Linked DNA regions of Mus musculus: region 1 is linked to region 2. A link is a contact called in public Hi-C data. All regions are on one chromosome and are shown on one strand. Each heading gives the region's core, a stretch centred on a gene start, on an enhancer-like site or on the middle of the called end of the contact. The rest is flanking DNA. Distances are from core to core; before and after follow the strand shown. Region 1 overlaps Tmem63a (transmembrane protein 63a). Region 2 overlaps Stum (mechanosensory transduction mediator).

What was found. Hi-C and Micro-C count contacts between places; a contact is called where the count stands out from the background.
Region 1: a Hi-C map of pro-B cells shows a contact between it and region 2, with 3 times the contacts expected there. The contact joins two enhancer-like sites.

Annotation. Positions count from the first base shown.
Region 1 is chr1:180,973,339-180,977,203 of GRCm38.p6, forward strand. Tmem63a (transmembrane protein 63a) reads left to right here. Exons shown (of 23, transcript NM_144794.2): 23 at 831-1,766. The coding sequence ends at 998. Among named protein-coding and RNA genes, the nearest start is that of Tmem63a, 33 kb to the left of the region's middle. Within about 2 kb of position 1,258, at least 50 of the 459 cell types and tissues checked have an H3K27ac peak or open chromatin away from gene starts, as enhancers often do. A contact at or near this core is called in pro-B cells, where this site is marked.
Region 2 is chr1:180,430,747-180,434,141 of GRCm38.p6, forward strand. Stum (mechanosensory transduction mediator) reads right to left here. Exons shown (of 4, transcript NM_001081227.2): 4 at 1,627-3,395. Among named protein-coding and RNA genes, the nearest start is that of Gm39712, 24 kb to the left of the region's middle. Within about 2 kb of position 1,280, at least 122 of the 459 cell types and tissues checked have an H3K27ac peak or open chromatin away from gene starts, as enhancers often do. A contact at or near this core is called in pro-B cells, where this site is marked.

The DNA of each region.
Region 1 (3,865 bases), core at 8-2,507, 540 kb after region 2:
TTTCCCTGACTCTATCCTCCAGGATGCTCCCTCAGGGTAGGGTGTGGCTCTTGAGCCCCAGATGGTAGAGTGGTAACTTCTGCTCATCCTAACAGAAGTGAGGGTAGGACTCTGACTGGCCTCCTCAGCCTCAGGCCTTCCAGCCGCTACCTCCCTAGGGAAAAGACTCTTCAAAGCTGGGGAGTGCCGGAGCACGCCTTTAATGCCAGTACTTATGAGGTAGAGGCAAGTGGATCTCTGAGTTTGAGGCCAGCCTGGTCTAAGGATCAAGTTTCAGGACAGTCAGGGTTACATTTTAAAAACAAACAAACAAACAACAACAACAAAAAGACTCAAGCCCCCCATAAGTAGGTGTTCAGGAGTGTAGTTACCCAGAGGCAGCCATGGCCCAGGCCCTGCCAGCCAGCAAGGAGAGCAAGCAATGAGGAAGCTTAGAACCTTCATTTCCACCCTGGGCCCGGGAGGGATGCATAGCTGACAGACACATACTATAGACAGACAGGCAGACAGACAGTTCCCAAATAAACAGACAGTCACCCAGAATACAGTACCAGGAAGGAGTGCTTCCTCTGAGAACTGGAGGAAGCCACTCTTCATTTCTTCATATGGTCATGAGAGCTGGGCTGTAGACGGCTTCCCATTTTGCTCTGGCTTCTGAGAAGTGTACTAATAAAGAAGTTGACTTGTTTTGGGTCCAGATGTCCCATGAGAATGCTATTTCTTGATATGTGTCCTCCCGTTGGGAGAAAGAGGGGTAGTGGGGCATGACCAGGATGTGAGATGTCAGGCTTGCCACCATCCAAGATCTAACTCTTTGCCTTTGCCGACAGCCCTATGTGCCTCGGATTCTGAACGGTTTGGCCTCAGAGAGGACAGCGTTATCCCCACAGCAGCAGCAGACCTACGGTGCCATCCGTAACATCAGTGGGACTCTTCCTGGGCAGCCCGTGGCTCAAGATCCTAGTGGCACTGCGGCTTATGCCTACCAGGAATCCTGAGAGTGGACAAGCTGGTCTGGCAGGCTGGGAGCATCTAGGAATACCGAGGGACACAAGGGGCTAGAGCCCCAGACAGGCTCTTGAGGGTTTTGCTGCTTAAAACCCCCGTATTGTGAGAAGAGGAAACCAGCGGGTCGTGGGGCTCTGGGTAACCGGGCTGAGGGTATCCATCCGGTGGGGCTGCTGTCCCTGGGAGCCATCTGTAAGGTTTCTTTTCTGGTCCCAGTGTGGGGAACATTTACAGCTCCCTCTTGTGGTCATCTGAGGATATGCACTTTTATTCCCCCATACACTGCTCAGGATGCTCTCTGTAGTGAGCATGGTGTATGTCCCTAGTGGTTTGTGGCCAAGATCATGTGTTGGGCTTTTGCCTTTAGGGAGATCATATTTGGGGACTTCTGGTTGATGGGGAGATGCGTCCAGGAAAGACTTAGTCCCTCTGAGCCCTGGAACACTGCTTAGCCTTCTGCAAGCTGATGAATAGCGCATCAGTTGGGTCTGAGATGGAGGCCATGTGGGGCCCTACAGTACTGTCCTGCCTGCAGTCCCTTTTCAGGGATCCATGGATTAGCTGTAGGGACCGGGGAATACCTTGTTCTTGTTGATGGCAGCAGGGCAGCAGGCTCATGCCCACTGGTTTGTAGCTGCCTCCTGCTGTGTTTCCGGGTTTTTGTATCATGTTGCCTGAATCTGGGCTGTGACTGGGTAACCCCACAGCAGGTGGGGACATGAGAACCATTAATAAAGTACCCACTGGGCTGGTGGTGAGACCCTGCCTCTCATGCTTCTTCCGGGTTTATGTACAGATTTTCCACGTCTGTGCAGGATTCTTCCAGCCTCTACCTGATAAGTCTGCTCTGTCCAAGATAGCAGGGGCAGTGTCAAGGGCAACTTGGAATTATGAGAGGTCAGAGTGGCAGGCACGGAGAGAACAGGGTGCCCCTCCATTTCTTCGGTTTTGGGCAGCTCACTCTTTTTCCAAAGTGGGACCTGGGGTTGGGCCCTAGGGGGCAGGCTGAGATGAGAAGGAAGGTAGCAAGAAGGAAGGTGGGACTTAGCAGTCCACGGTTGGGTAAAGGTGTGGGCCATAGCAGGCTTGTGGCAGACCAACTATTTGGGCCTGCCTCCATTCCAGCCCCCTTACAACAATGGACCAGGCAGGGTCTCCCGATTCCTCTTTTCAAGGGTCTGGTGGCCCTTGGCTACTTGAGCCAGCCAGCCAGCCAGTCACACTGCCTTTTCTCCCACAGGTCTGAACTTTGTGGGTGTCTGGATGGTGCCATCACTACTCTGGGGGCTGCTTGGCACAGGGTGGCCCTGGCCAGTGACTGTTTGCCAGTCTGGATTGATTCAGAGGGCCCAATGGGCACCAAAGCACAAGGGCAGAAGTGTGAGCTGACCTCTGGGGGGAGAGCCAGGTGGCTTGTCAGAGTAGAGGATAGTGCTTGGTCCAGCTGTGCTTAGAGGTAAAATCATTTGTCACCAAGGCCACACTGCTTAACACAGGTGTATAGTGTGTTAGGTAAATTTTAGAAAGGACGCTGTAGGTTTCATAGACAGGTGTTGAGATGAGCTGTGCCCTGGGATAGCTTTATTAGTAGCGTAATGACCTACAGGGTGGTCTTAAAGAAGGGAGCAAGCCAGAGATTCTTCGTGGGTATGAGGCGAGTGGGGAGATGTAGCCTAAGTGGAGTCGGGTGAGGCGGAAGGCACTAGGTAAGAGTAAAATCATAATTCAAAGTTGCCTTGGGTCTTGGCAGCCCAGGATTGCTTGCCTACACCTGGAAGGAAGAGGCCCCTCTCCCTGCTCAGCCAGGCTTCCCCCTCATGCCTGTGGACCATAATGCTCTGACCCATGTTCTCTGGGAAGCGCTGGGAGGAGACAATGGTTCCTGTCGTCCAGTAGATCATGATGTTAGTCAGCAGATCTTCCAGGGAGAACTTCCTGGGAAGGCACACAGGATGCCCGGGCTCTGTGCCAAGGATCCTGCCCATCCTGCTTTCCTCAGGTGACCAGTGCCATTTTCTTCTATAGGCTGCCTAGGTCAGGGTCCTCTGGATACAGGCAGATAGCTAATATAAGTCCTGACTGCAGAAGGCAACAATTCCTAAACTCACCATCTCAGCAACCTGCCTCCATGGGAAGTGACATCACCCCTGTTTCACCACCAGGTGGCACCCTTTGCATCTGGGTGCTTTGAGCCCAGAGGTGCGCACAACTGCCTCCACCTTCCTCCTGGGCTCTCCAGGTCTCTGCTAACACTTCCTTCCTGTGACCCATTCTTCCACCCCCAGTTCAAGATTCCAGGTTGCAATGAGTCTCCCACTCTTAGGATCCCAAGCAACTTGAAACTCCTGGCAGCAGGAAGACTGGTATCCTGGCTAGAGGCAATGTGCTAAGAGTCAAGGGACCCAGATGTAGACTTGGCCGTAGTAATAAAGAGCCCTGGAACTCTGACAGTTGTTTGCTGTGTCTGGGTCCCAGTTTGTCCTCTGGTACAAACAGAATGGATGACTCTTGGAAGACATGTGGCGGCATCCAAAGCACAGGGTACGTAGGTCTCTTATTTTGACAGCATGTCAATCAACTTGATGAGGACAAGGTCTCAGAAACTGATTGGAGCAGAATTTGGGGTGGGGCTTTGGGGAAGTGATTGAATGGATCCTGAGCGCTCCGACCTCATTATTAGTCAAATCCATAGATGGCTGTCTAATACGATAGTGTTTGGGAGGTGGTAGAAGTCAGGGGGAGGCAGCCTGGCTGAAGCAGGGTACTGTGAAACTGTTTTTCGGGCTGTATTCTGTTGTCTGTCAATCTACTTGAGGCTTCACATATCTGCCTTGATGTTGTGCCCCACTGCAGACCC
Region 2 (3,395 bases), core at 30-2,529:
GCAGGCACATCTCTCTCTGTCTTTCAGCCAGCTGCTCCTGAACCAATGACAGGAGATGATGTATTCTTTCTACCCACCTGATGCTCATGAACCCTGAGATGCCCTAGGAGAGTGATTTTCAACCTGTGGGTCTCAACCCCTTTGGGGGGGCCAAGTGACCCTTTCACAGGGGTCACCTAAAACCACCAGAAAAAAATCAGATATTTATATTACTATTTATTTTTTTAAAACCTTTTTTTATAAGATGTATTTATTTATTATATGTAAGTACACTGTAGACACACCAGAAGAGGGAGTCAGATCTCATTACGGATGGTTGTGAGCCACCATGTGGTTGCTGGGATTTGAACTCAGGACCTTTGGAAGAGCAGTCAGGTGCTCTTACCTGCTGAGCCATCTCACCAGCCCTATATTACTATTTATAACAGTAGCAAAATTACAGTTATGAAGTAACCAGCAATGAAATTAATTTTATGGTTGAGAGTCACCCTAACATGAGGCACCATATGAGAGCCACTGCTCTAGAATATTCCATGGGTACAGGGAAGCCCAGAGGCTAATTATCCCCCAGGCACTGATCTTTCCATAACCCACAAGGGTTCCATCTTGTTAGATTTTTTTTTCTGCCTATCCAGAACTTTCTAGATTCGTCACGAATTGGTATGTGTTCTGGCGTTTCTCTGGCTGTTGATTTGTAGCCTTACAGTCTTGTACTCATCCAGGATATGGAAATTATTTTAATGTTGTATCCTTGTACGAGAGGATGTCCCATGGGCTGCTGAGACGAGTAAGTACTATACAGCATTTGAATGAAGTGCTCTATAGATGTCTGTTAAGACCATGTGGTGTACAATGTCATTTAATTTGAATGTTTCTGTATATTTTGTGGTGAGGGGATGACCTATTGGTAAGAGTGTGGTACTGAAGTCACCCAGTACTATCATGCTAAGGTTAATCTGTGACTTTCCATCTAAATAGCATGCGTTTTATGAGATTGTGTGTACCTGTATTCAGGGCACATACATTTAGAATCATAATGTTCCCCCGATGGATTGTTGTTTTGTTCGAAGTCTATTTTATCAAATTTTACAACAGTTTTGTGCGTTCTCCTGTGTTTATCTGTAATCTATTTCTTTCCCTTCATCGGTAAATTTGTTAGGTTCCCCAGGTCTCCGCGCATCAGCTAATAAAGATGTTGGCTGGGCTGTAGACTGCACCTTGCCACCCCCGCTGCATTTCAGAAGATCCCCTCGTGGTGGCAACCGTCAGCTCTAAGTTCTGACTACTCATACCCCGTGCTCATTTGTGGTTAGCATCATTTCAACATCTATCTCACACACATTTCCTTTGCCAGCCAGTCCAACCTCCCAGGAAGGAAACGGGCACTGTGCACCCTCGGGGCCTGGTGCTTCGTTCAGAGTCTACATCCTTGGCTACAGGGGACCCAGTGAGCGGAGAAAATGTTGGATTGGTCCCCAAGGAAAGGGGAAGATGGCCATCCAAATGGAAAGACCAGCAGGTGAGGTTGTAGGGAGAGAGAGAGAGAGAGAGAGAGAGAGAGAGAGAGAGACGAAAGCATTCAGGGCAGCTGGAGATCTGATTACAGAAATGGAAGACACAGGAATTCAAGAAGCTACCAGGAAGGTCACATGGATGTTTATTAAATAGAAAAGAGGAAAAAGAAGAATAAAAGATTGCCAAAACCATATTTCCAAGGGTTAAAAAAAATTGGAATGCCAAAGAAATGCCATGCTCTGTTATCTTTATAACACGGGGCACTATATGTATGTACACTGTATTATGTATGTATGTATGTACACTCCGTATGTACACGGAGATATGTACACGAGCTTTGTTGCGGGTGGCGTTCCTCACCACGTGTACAGTAGCATTGCTGGAAGGAAGGTCTTCAAAGCTGGCAGAAGGCTGGAGGAGAAGCGGGAGCCCTGCACTACCCCTGCGGGGCTCTGTGGACCCCAAAACAAGGGTGGGGACTCAAGCCTGGGGACACTGAGAAAATTAAGCAAAAGTCAAACCTGGGCCCCATGCTTCAGTTTAAGCCAGGAAAGTCTAGAATCTTTCCAAGGGCTGAGATAGTCCGAGCAGTCTCCAAGAACACTTGTAATCTTTAGAATGGGCTGGCAATGCCTCCGTACCCCCGGGCCCCCACCCGCCCGCCCTCCACCCCCCACCCGCCCTCCACCCCCCACCTGTGCTTGGACTTGGGCATATGGGGTCCCTGTGAGAAGGAGTGAGAAAAGTAAGCCCCCGATGTCGTCAGAGAACAAGAAAATGTACAGCAGTTAATTTAACAGACAAAAGCCAACGGCAACACCAAAACAGTAATCCACAACACAACGCGGCCTGCTCTTAATACAGTGATGCTGCCAGCATCTTCCAAAACAAAAGAGCTCCCGGGTGCAAGGGAGCCAGCCCGGGAAGAGCCCGCGACTACTCCACAGGAAATCGCGGGATTCTCACAAGCCCCAACGTCATTTGTCTCTGCTTAAAACTTGCCCCCTCCTCTACTCCTTGCTGGCTCCTGGGCTGGGGCAGGCAGTGTACTCGTTCAGAAATAAAAATCCTGCCAGAGTCGCAGAAAAGCGTCAGGAAGAGGTCTCTGCCCCTCCCCCACACCAGCAGACCAATCCGGAGCCGGGGGGCTGCAGTAGCTCTGGATAGGGGGATGCAGTGGGAATTCTGATCCCACAGACCCCAGGAGAGGGCAACCGGTGTGCACAGTGGACGGAGTTGAGGAGGGGTGACTGGCCAGGGTGAGGACAGCAGTTTTGTGGCTTTGAGTTGTCCCCACACTGGGGTGGGGGCTTCTCAGTGACATAGCTTACCAAGAGTCACCAATGCTCCATAGACTCACTGGGTCCCAGACTTAACTTTAGTGGAGTCATTTCTTTAGTCTCCCTTGGGGGGTTGTGGCATACCGAACTAGTGTTTGTTTTTGCCAGGAAGAGTCTGGGCTCTCCCAGTGGGGCTGTGCTTGACTGGGCTTGGACTCTCTAGACTCTTGGCTTTGGCAAGGTTGGGGGAAATGACGGACTGGCCTGATTTCTATACTGTAGATAGTTAAATGGAAGGGCATTGCTGTAACAAGACTGTAGTCACTCTGATGGGATGCACAGGACCACTCTGGTTGGGATTCATTGTGTCCTGGTGCATCGTGGGATTGAGGCTGGGTCATACTCTGAGTGGAAGTATACACTGCCTCTGTGAGCATTCAGCTCTCAGAAACTAACAGGAAGAAAGATGAAGAAGACTCTAAGTCCCTTGCTCACCACTTAGATGACCTCTTCACAATACCACTGTCCAAGATGACCTCCACATCCTCTACTACCTGGGCACAGAACTCTCTAGCAGGAGACAGAGCTCCTGGTAGGTGA